Regions from separate parts of the Rattus norvegicus genome. Here region 2 is linked to region 1. Evidence: chromatin contacts called from public Hi-C data. All regions are on one chromosome and are shown on one strand. Each heading gives the region's core, a stretch centred on a gene start, on an enhancer-like site or on the middle of the called end of the contact. The rest is flanking DNA. Distances are from core to core; before and after follow the strand shown. Region 1 holds the start of Dip2c (disco-interacting protein 2 homolog C). Region 2 has its middle 87 kb from the start of Dip2c.

Region 1 (4,848 bases), core at 1,310-3,809:
TTTCTTTAGAAAATAAACAGGTAAACAAGCAAAGGGGGAAACAAAGGAAACGCAGGAGATACACACACACGTTTAGAGACACACATAGAAAACCCATAACAACACAAAATTGGAAACAATATATAAGCAAAAGACAAGTAAGGTTAAAAAAAAAAAAGCCCAGACAAAGTCTTATGGGACAATAATGGAGACTAGGGTTTCAGTCCTGATTTTATTATGTTTCATTTCCCCGAGGTTTTTCATCTATAACATGGAAAGTAGAATGAGATCTCTAGAGATTTCTTAGTTAGTGGTCGGATTGATCATAATGTAAAGAATGAGGCCAAGCATCGCGCCAGCACTATCTACTTTATTTTAATATGTTCTTGAGTAAACACCAAACCAATGGACATGCATCACAGTATAGGACACAGCATAGAGCCAAAAGAACCAGCAGTCTGGGGCTCACAGCTTTTCAAGTTCATCACTGCCAGTGGCTTATTTCTCTCTCACAGGACACGGCGGAATCCATCAATGCTGTTCAGGGAATTTCTTCTTTGCTGGCTGTCTTGCGTGGTACTTGAAGGTGTTATGCAGCCTGCAGGTGCGCGAGTGCATGTGTGCATGTGTGCATGTGCGTGCTCTTAACAATCGTAGACATCTATGAACCCTGCAATAATACCTTGCATGGTATTAATGCTATGTGTGAAGATCGAGGTCACACGCTTTCACAAGTGCTGTCTGATTGGATTTCAGACCCGCCTAACAGGAGGAAACATATGCCTGCTACTGCAAATCTGGCTGGGGAGATCATAGACTCCAGGAGTGAGCCTAACCTGCTATTACTACTCCGCTAAATGGATGAGGCATCAAACTGCCCTCTAAATTTGTGTCTCTCTCTACCCACAGACTACTGCAGCCTTCTGACCTCATCAGAGGAGTTCCTTTGTGTGGTGGTTGACACAGAAACTCACAAATGATCAAAGCAGAGAAGACAAATGTCAGTGGAGTGCTCAGCCACAAATAGGGTGTCTATATCATAACCCCACTTCCAAAGCTTAAAGACCATCACAGAAGACGGGTTAGAAAGATTGTAAGAGCCAGGCAAAACTGTCTTCTGGACATGACAAGACCTCACGAATGCACAGTAGCTGTGGCTGCCTGCACAGGATCAACCAGTCATCATTCTAGCATGCCATGGGAAAGGGCTAATGAGCTCCTATCCCTGCAGACAGTTGATGGCTTCTTGGGGAGGGAGAGGTGGGGATGGATCTGAGAATCTCATACAACGTATCCCTCAGCTCCTCCCGGATCCATCCCCACCTTTCTACTATCCCAATTTCATGTCTCTTATTATTATAATTTAATAACCTATGGACGCCAAAGAAGAACAACAATATCAACCAACCAGACTCCCTCCCAGAGCTCCTAGGGACTAAACCACTGTCCCAAGAGAACACAGGGTTGGACCTATGGCTCCATCCGCATATGTAGCAGAGGATGACCTTGTCGAGCATCAGTGGGAGGAGAGGCCCTTGGTCCTGTGAAAACTCCATTCCCCAATGTAGGGGATTGTCAGGAGGGGTAGGTGGGAGGGTAAGAGAGCACCATCATAGAAGTGTGGGTGGTAGTGGTGGGATATCGGGTTTCTGGAGGGGAAACCGAGAAAGGGGATGACATTTAAAATGTAAATAAAAAATCCAATAAAAGAAGAAAAAGAGCAGGGGGGAGAGAGAGAGAGAGAGAGAGAGAGAGAGAGAGAGAGAGAGAATGAATAAAATACTTTAAAAAGCAGGTGGATGTTTAATGTTAGGAGATTCTGTTTTTTTTTTTTTCCCTTTGGTTTTATGGTGTTTGGGGTTTCAGGGGGCAGCTAGGTGAGGTTATTCAGGAGAGAGCTGGCTATGCAAGAGTGTCCCCAAATAGTCAGACTCTGTTCAGAATAGACATTGATACTATCAGAGGTGATGACCAAAGGGAAAAGAACTCCCAGGAGGTAGGAGAAGGGACATGGTATTATAGGGTGTGAGGGAGAAGACACTTGTTGAAGATTCCTTATGCATAACAGGCATTCCTCAGTCTCAGGAAAGGCTGGACAGTGTGTGACAGACCCAACCTAGCTCGATTTATTTTCACGGGTGGGGAAAATGAAGTCTAGACAAAACATCGTGTGATTCAAGGTCATATACTGGTCTGTTCTAGATCCATGCTTTTAAACTTCAAACCTAGTACTCAATCTATGGCTCGTGCTGGTTTTTATCTATTTATTTTTAAATTATTTTTTCCTCTTAAAAGTGTTTTAAAAAAAATCAGCCCTCGAGGATCCAGGACATTTGAAGTTTTAACAAGTAGGCTAGTGTGTGCATCAGAATCCTTTCTTTATTTTTCTCCTTGAGTCTTGAGGAGCCTAAGCCTTGGGGTTGGGAAGACCCCCAGGGCCAAACGCAAGATTGTCCCACGAGCGCGCTCTCGAAGTAGTCGCTGGAGGCCCCGCCCCCTGAGCGCGCGCCGCCGTGGCACGTCCGCGCGCTCCCACCCTCCGCGCGCGCCCTCTTGTTGCCCGGTGCGCGCGCAGCGGCGCTCGCTCCCGCCGGGGCAGGGCGGCCGCGGAGCAGCTAGAGAGCCCTGTGGCCGTGACCGCGGGCGGGCCCGTGATCCGGTGCCGGCCGAGCGGGGCCGAAGCCGGCGGCTGGGGGAGGCGCGCAGAGAGCCGGGCGCGAAGCCACCGCCAGGGTCGGGGCCGCGCTGAGGAGGCTGAGGAGACGACTGACGAGGCACTGAGGAGGCACTGAGGAGACGCTGAGGAGGCTGACGAGGCGCTGAGGAGACTGAGGAGGCGCTGAGGAGACTGACGAGGCTGAGGAGGCTAAGGAGAAAATCCCCGCGCGCCTGCCCGCCGCCGCCCGGCCTCCCGCTCCCGCCCGTCCGCCGCCGCCTCCTCGGTGCGGTTCCTCCGGATTCGAGCGGCGGCCGCTGAGGAGCCCTCCGTCGGCGAACAAAGAGGAGGCCGGCAGGGCGGGGGCGTCTGCGGCGAGCATGGCGGACCGCAGCCTGGAAGGCATGGCTCTGCCGTTGGAGGTGAGGGCCCGGCTGGCCGAGCTGGAGCTGGAGCTGTCGGAAGGTAACAGCAATTCCCTCTTAGCCCCGTGCCCGGGCCGGGCCCGGACACCGCTTCTCTGGCGCGCGCTTGGGGCCCCGCGGGCCGGGCCGTGCTGTCACCCCGGGGAGGGCGCGCGCGGGGCCTGGGGATGGCGGGGCCCCGGCCCTGACCCTGGCCCGGGCCCCGAGTGGTGGCCCCGGGGCGGGTGCATGTGTGTACATGTGCTTGTGTGCGCGCGTGCTTGTGTGTGTGTGTATGTGTGTGTGTGTGTGCGTGTGTATGTGTGTATGTGTGTGTGTGTGTGTGCACGCGCGCGCGTGTGCGTGTCGCGGCCCCCGCCCTCCAGGCTCAGCTGGCGCGGTGCAGCCGCGATGCCCCCTGCGCGCTGCAGCTGGGCCCGGGGATCCCGGCTACGAAGCAAGATGGAGCAACCTTTAGGGCTAACGGGGAATGGCCTTGGTAGGGATGTACGCTCTTCTCTAATGGAGAGGCGCCGCGTCCTTGATGCAGCTGCAGCTGCTGCAGCAGCGGCAGCAGCAGCGGCGGCAGCAGCAGCACCACCACCACCGCCACCACTACCACCAACAGCATCATCACTACCACCATCACCAGCAGCACCACCAGCACCAGTGGTGTGCTGCTACCACGTTCCATGCTTGGGGACAGCCTCTGAATGGCCTGATTTTAATGCGAAACTTGTCAGTGGACTTCGGGATTGGATCTCTCTGAGGTTGCAGGCACACGGTTCTGTCAGCGGGAGGAAGATAGTAGTACTATTGTTCCGGCGTGTTTGTGATGAGCCGGTTGAGTTAAAGCCCTAACACCTCCCTCCTCAGGCCAGGTCCGATGCCTCATTCCCTTCGCGTTGGATAGAGAAATTGAGTCTTTGCGGCTGCTCTGCTACTGTGATTTCATGGAGAGTTATACACGCTTTCGTCTTTGCTCTTCATGGTGGACATCATGTGCTCAACTGTCATAAGTTTCAGCTTGGGTTTTGTAGGTTTTTTTTTCTTACTCCACTAAAGTTCCAAAATGTGTTTAATAATAAATATTTAGCGGTCATCCCACTCATTTGAGAAGACTACAGTGTAATGGTGTGGAAGTGGGCCGTTGTTTCCCTTTGAATTAATATTTAGAGCAGTTCAGCATGGCGAACTTTTTTTTTTTTTTTTTTTTTTTTTTTTTTTGTAACGGTTTGTGAGGGCCAGCAGCCAGAACGTAAATTCATTCGTGCCAGTTTTCATCATGGGGAGGAGCTGCCGTTGACTTTGTGTTTTCCCTTTTAACACTTTGAGAGTGGAGAAGGATATAAGCCGGGTGGCCGTAATGTTGCTTGTCTTATCAGATTCTAGTAGATTGGACATGTTCTTATAATCCAAATTTGGAGTTCTTCAAGGTGTTTTGGGAGCAGTCCCTGGGAAGAAAGTCCAATGGAAGTAAAAAGATAATGTGTCCCAGACGGTGCTTCCTTGCCTCTGCTCTGACCAGCTAGCGATGATAAGAGAGAGCATCACTCTTTCCTGAGAGGATCCACAGGCAGAAAAGGCAGGGCTGAATCCTTTAGATTGAAACTGGCAGATGAGGTGTGCAGTGCGGACAGTGTATTTCTCTTAAGTAGCTCTGAAGAAACATTTGAGATTTGTCAGGCTTCAGATAGACTCTCTCCCTCAGTTTACCAGCTCTGTTCTATCGGCTGTATCCTGTATTTACAGCACCCCTTCCCATTCATGCTCTGACTCAAAGCAAGCACCTCTCTGCTCTGTCTGCAT
Region 2 (4,785 bases), core at 1,053-3,552, 87 kb before region 1:
TGTGTAACTGAGGATAACCTGAACCACTGATTCTGTTGCGTTTACCTCCCTATAGCTGGGGTTGGGTCTGCCACTCACTCGCACAAGGCTTTACTGGACTATGTTGTTCACATATCAAGAATCTCAGGGGGTGGGGAAAAAAAAATCTCAGGCAACCTGAGCTGTTCCCGTGGGTCGCCAAGGAAGACTGTGCCCATAGAGGAGGATGTGCCTGCCCTCTGCTGACTGAGTCCCAACACATGGGGTCTCCCTTTTTCCTTCCTCTCCCTCCCTCCTCTCCCCTTCCTCCTCTCCCCCTCCCTCCTCCTCTCCCCCTCTCCCCCTTCCTCTTCCTCTCCCCCTCCTCCCCTCCTCTCCCCTCCCCCCTCCTTTCTCCCTCCTCTTCCCCTATCTTGACCATTTTCACAGTACATTTAGGATGAACACGATTGTCCACCCAGCCGCCATCATCACCACCCGTCTGCAGAACATTTCATCCTCCCAAACTGCGGCCCCGCCTCTTCGAAGCACCAACTCCTTCCTATGTCCTGGCAACCAGGGTCTACATCCTGCCTCTGTGTATCTGACTATTCTAGGGGCTTTACACAGGGAGTCATTAGGCAGACATTGGCCTTTGTATAACATTGCACTTGGCACAGTGCCTCAAGGCTCATCCACATGACAGCCACCATTTTCTTCCTATTTTTAAAATTCTTGCGATTTTTTTATTTGTTTGTTTGCATGTATATGTGGTGCATGTGTGTGCCGGCCCTTGCATGCACGGGGGCCAGAGGAGGATGTAGGAGGCCCTGTGCCATCACTGATTTACGCCCCCATGAGGCAGGCTGTCTCACGGAACATGGAGTTAGGCTGGTAGCCAGCAAGCCCCAGGAATCCTCTTGCCTCTGCCCCTCTACTACTACACTGGGGTTATAGAATCCCTTGACACGGATTTTGGGGATTTGAACTCAGATCCTCACGCTTGTATGTCAGAGCTGTTACCTGTTAAGCCATTTTCCCAGCCCTCCTCGCTACCTTTAAAGCTGAGTCTGCGTCGTGTGTGTACCCAGCGTGTTCTGTTTATTCCTCTCTCACGGATGCTTGCCCAGCCTCCACCTCCTGGCTGTTTTCCACATGATGGGAGTGGAGAGGTAAGCAGGCATCTTTGGAGACCCAGCTTTTAATTCTTCAGGGTGTATACTCAGAAATGGGACACCATGGAGAGTTCGTTGTCTCCTGGAGGGTGTTTCACGTTTATGCTGCCCTCTCTACCACCCATGACCCAGTTGCAAGTGAGTTCCTCCTTCTGGAGCCTTGGTTGGTCCTAGCCCAGTTGCAGAGCAGAATCTCCTTGCCTTGTTATGGCACATAAGCCAGTGTTGATACCATGCCCTTGGTCCCCAGGCCATACTCAAAGCTGAACACAGGAGTTTAGGCACGTGGGGGCTGCATGCCCTCAGGTGGCTGGAGGCATTTGTCACCACAGAGCTAGTCATGTCTCTAGTGCTAAGGGCCCTAAGCCTGCTGTAGTTCTGTAACCACCAGGAGGAATGAAGATGTTCCAAAGATGTATGCATGTTTGTCTCTTAACTTGAGTTAAGGGCTCTTGAGTGTGGAAACAATGGATGCCTCAAACTAGAATTTCCCAAGGAATCTAACTTTCCTGGCCTTGGCCCTTGGGTGGGCACAAGTGACTGTGGTTGGTTATATGCTCAACAGAGATGCTAACAGAACAGTAAAGACACACATGGAGGGAGAAAGTGGGGGGGAGAGAGAGAGAGAGAGAGAGAGAGAGAGAGAGAGAGAGAGAGAGAAAGGGAAGGGAAGGGAAGGGAAGGGAAGGGAAGGGAAGGGAAGGGAAGGGAAGGGAAGGGAAGGGAAGGGAAGGGCAGGCTAACCATTTCTCCACCCAGACCCTTATGAGTCACATACTCTATGTATCCCATGCTGGTGTCCTAGGACCCCTGCTGCAAGAAACTCTGAAGAGTTGCTGTTGTTCTCAAAGAACCCCGAGATACACTACACAAGTGACTTAGTGACAGCTTGAGGCAACTTCACATTATGAACCTCCCACTGTAGCCAGGATACCAACCCTACATTCTCCAATGTAGCCTGAACCCTGTTCCACCCCCACTCCTCTCCCCTGCATCCCTTCCCGGGAGTGCAGCACACTAATCCCTTAGAAGCAGGGTTAACCCTCCCTGAAGGAGGTCCACGAGCCCAGCGGTTCTGTGTAGGCAGTGCCCGTCTAATTGTGTGTGCTCAGTGTGCCAGACTCCGCCTCTTGGACTTCAGGCTTCTGTAAAGTCTAGCTCGGTACTGGGTATTCTGATTCACCAACTCGGAGCCTCCTGAGACGTCTAAAAATGGCACTTCCGAGCCGTGACTCAGTGATGAAGGAGGCATTTGGTTCTGTTCCTTCTCCTGAGTAGGAAGGCATGACTCATCCCTCCTCCTTGCCTGGGGCTTGGGAAAAGCCTTTGACGCTAACACCCTGGCTCTACGCTGGACCTGGGCTGTGGAGTCAGCTCTCTCTGCCTTTAAGTGGGCATAGTTCTGCTCCCCACCCCAGGTGAGGGTGGATGAAGGAGAAATGAGGTGAAGATTTTGAGTGGCTGAGTCGAATGCCAGCAGGGACCCCTCGTTTGCTTTGTCCTGCCCTCCCTGACAGACTGGCCTTTCTGAGACAGCGTCTACCTCAGCTGCCACATTAGATCAAACTGTCAGGTGGAAGTCCTGGCCCCCTGAACAAAATGTCCCCACAGTCATGGGAGGGGTCATAGGTGGACGTGCAGAGGCCAGAAGGTGACCTCTGCTGTTGTTCCTGAAGAGCTGGCTACCAGTTCTTTTCTGAGACAAGGCCTTGCCTGGAACTCATTCAGTAGAAGACTAGCTAGCGATAGGGCCCCAGGGATCTGCCTGTCTCAGCCTCTGCCACTGGAACTACAAGTTTGCACCATGGTGTCCAGCTCCTGCATGGGTTTTCATGCAGAGATGGAATTCAGGTGCTCAAGCTTGCAGAAGAAGCCATATTCCAAGCCCTCCCCACCCCACCCCCCACAGCTTTTATTTATTTTTCCTTCTTTTTTTTTTGGAGCTGGGGACTGAACCACCCAGGGCCTCGAGCTTGCTAGGCAAGCGCTCTACCACTGAGCTAAATCCCCAACCCATTCCTTCTTTTTTTTTTAAGTTACAGATTTATTTAGTTAGTTAATCAGTTATGTGTCTGAGTGCGTTGCCTGTGAGTATATACATTCACCATGTTCCTGCCTGGTTATGTAGGTTGAAGGTCAGAGGAAGGCTTCGGATCCTTTGGGGCTGGAGTTATAGATGATTTGAAGCCACCATGTGGGTGCTGGGAATCAAACCAGGTTTCTCTGCAAGAGCGACGTGCTCTTCATCGCTGCGTTCTCGCTCCAGCCCAGCTTCTTACTCCCCACTTTCTCCAGGGTGTGTCCAGATAAAAGGTCATCCTCCAGTTCCTATCAAACCTGAGGCCAGTCTGGATTACATGAGACCTGTGAGGGGGGAGGGGGAGAGGAGGGAGAGGAGGGCATGGAGAGGAGGGAGAGGGGGAGGAGAGGGTTGGGGGTTCAGGGGTAAAAATGACCCACTTAAGCTTTGCATCAAACTTAGACAATGCCCGGCGCTGCTGACAGTAACCGTCATGAGCATGAGAGCCATTACATAGTGACAGAAGCTGCTGGCTGGAAGGATTTCCCACTGAAACATTCCCGTGTGTCCCAGATTTTCAGGCACAGTTTGATTGAGCATACACCATGAAAAAAGCTTCTTCAAAACGAGGGAGGGTTCCCTGGTTTCTCCCACCACTGCAATCACGGCTGGGTATGCAGGGCAGGCTGAGTGCATCCCTGGCTGACTGCCAGGCCTTGAAGGGGAGCTTAGATTGCTTAGACGGGCTGCACTGAACCTAACTTATAAATAATCCAAGAGATCCGAGCTGCCTCCCCCCAGGCCTGGCCTGCTGTGAGCTGCGCCCAAGGAGATCTGGGCAGGGCTCAGCAGAGCTGCTTCACTTTGATGCCACAGAGCACCAATGAGATGTGAGGATTCCCAGTAAGACTTCAGCCCCAGTGTCCAGGATTGACCTCTGTTTCCCTGGAACTAAGTTGTGTGCAAAGAGGCTGAGGAGATTGGAGATGGGCTCAGTCAGCCCAGTGCCTGTTGTTAAACATGAGGACCTGAGTCTGGGTCCCCCAGCACCCACATGAGAAGCTGAGCACAGTGCAGTGCTGATTAGAGCAGAGGCAGGAGGATCACGGAGCTCACTGACCAGCCAGACTTACCAAATCTGTGAGTGAACTCTGGGTTCGGTGAGATATGTCTCAGAAAATAAAGTGGAGAGTAATCAGGGGAGGTATGCAACCTCTGGCTACCACAGGTACACACACATGTGTGCATGCACAGAGAAAAGCAAACGAATGAACAAAGTAAAATACAATGGGCCTGAGGAGAGAAACTTTTTTCTTTTTTCTTTCCTCATTCCTGGGGATTGACCCCTAGTTCCATAGTCTTTGTTTGAATATTATTATTAATTAATATATAATTATCTTGTTTAGTTACTGACTTCTGTTGTTACTGAGACACGTCTCACTCTGAAGTCCAGGCTGGTCTGGACTTCATCTATGTAGCCAGATTGACCACAAACTCAAGGCAAGATCCACTACTCCAGGCTTGTTTTTACATCATACTTTTTTGTTTGTTTTGAAGTAAGGAAGCTACCCAGGCTGCCCTTGAACACCTCCTGTTGTCAGGGCTAGCTATAATCTTGCAATTCTCCTGCTT

What was found. A called contact is a pair of places that touch in the nucleus more often than the background predicts.
Region 2: a contact with region 1 is called in a Hi-C map of Schwann cells, with 7 times the contacts expected there. The contact joins the enhancer-like site here to the promoter of Dip2c in region 1. A contact is called at or near these places in 5 of 12 Hi-C or Micro-C datasets (Schwann cells, frontal cortex, hepatocytes and 2 more) and 1 of 1 datasets of contacts at active chromatin or transcription factors (oligodendrocytes).

Annotation. Positions count from the first base shown.
Region 1 is chr17:65,721,313-65,726,160 of GRCr8, reverse strand. Dip2c (disco-interacting protein 2 homolog C) reads left to right here and starts at 2,559. Exons shown (of 38, transcript NM_001107360.2): 1 at 2,559-3,100. The coding sequence starts at 3,016.
Region 2 is chr17:65,807,843-65,812,627 of GRCr8, reverse strand. No RefSeq gene overlaps it. Among named protein-coding and RNA genes, the nearest start is that of Dip2c, 87 kb to the right of the region's middle. Within about 2 kb of position 2,302, at least 34 of the 93 cell types and tissues checked have an H3K27ac peak or open chromatin away from gene starts, as enhancers often do. A contact at or near this core is called in Schwann cells and prefrontal cortex, where this site is marked.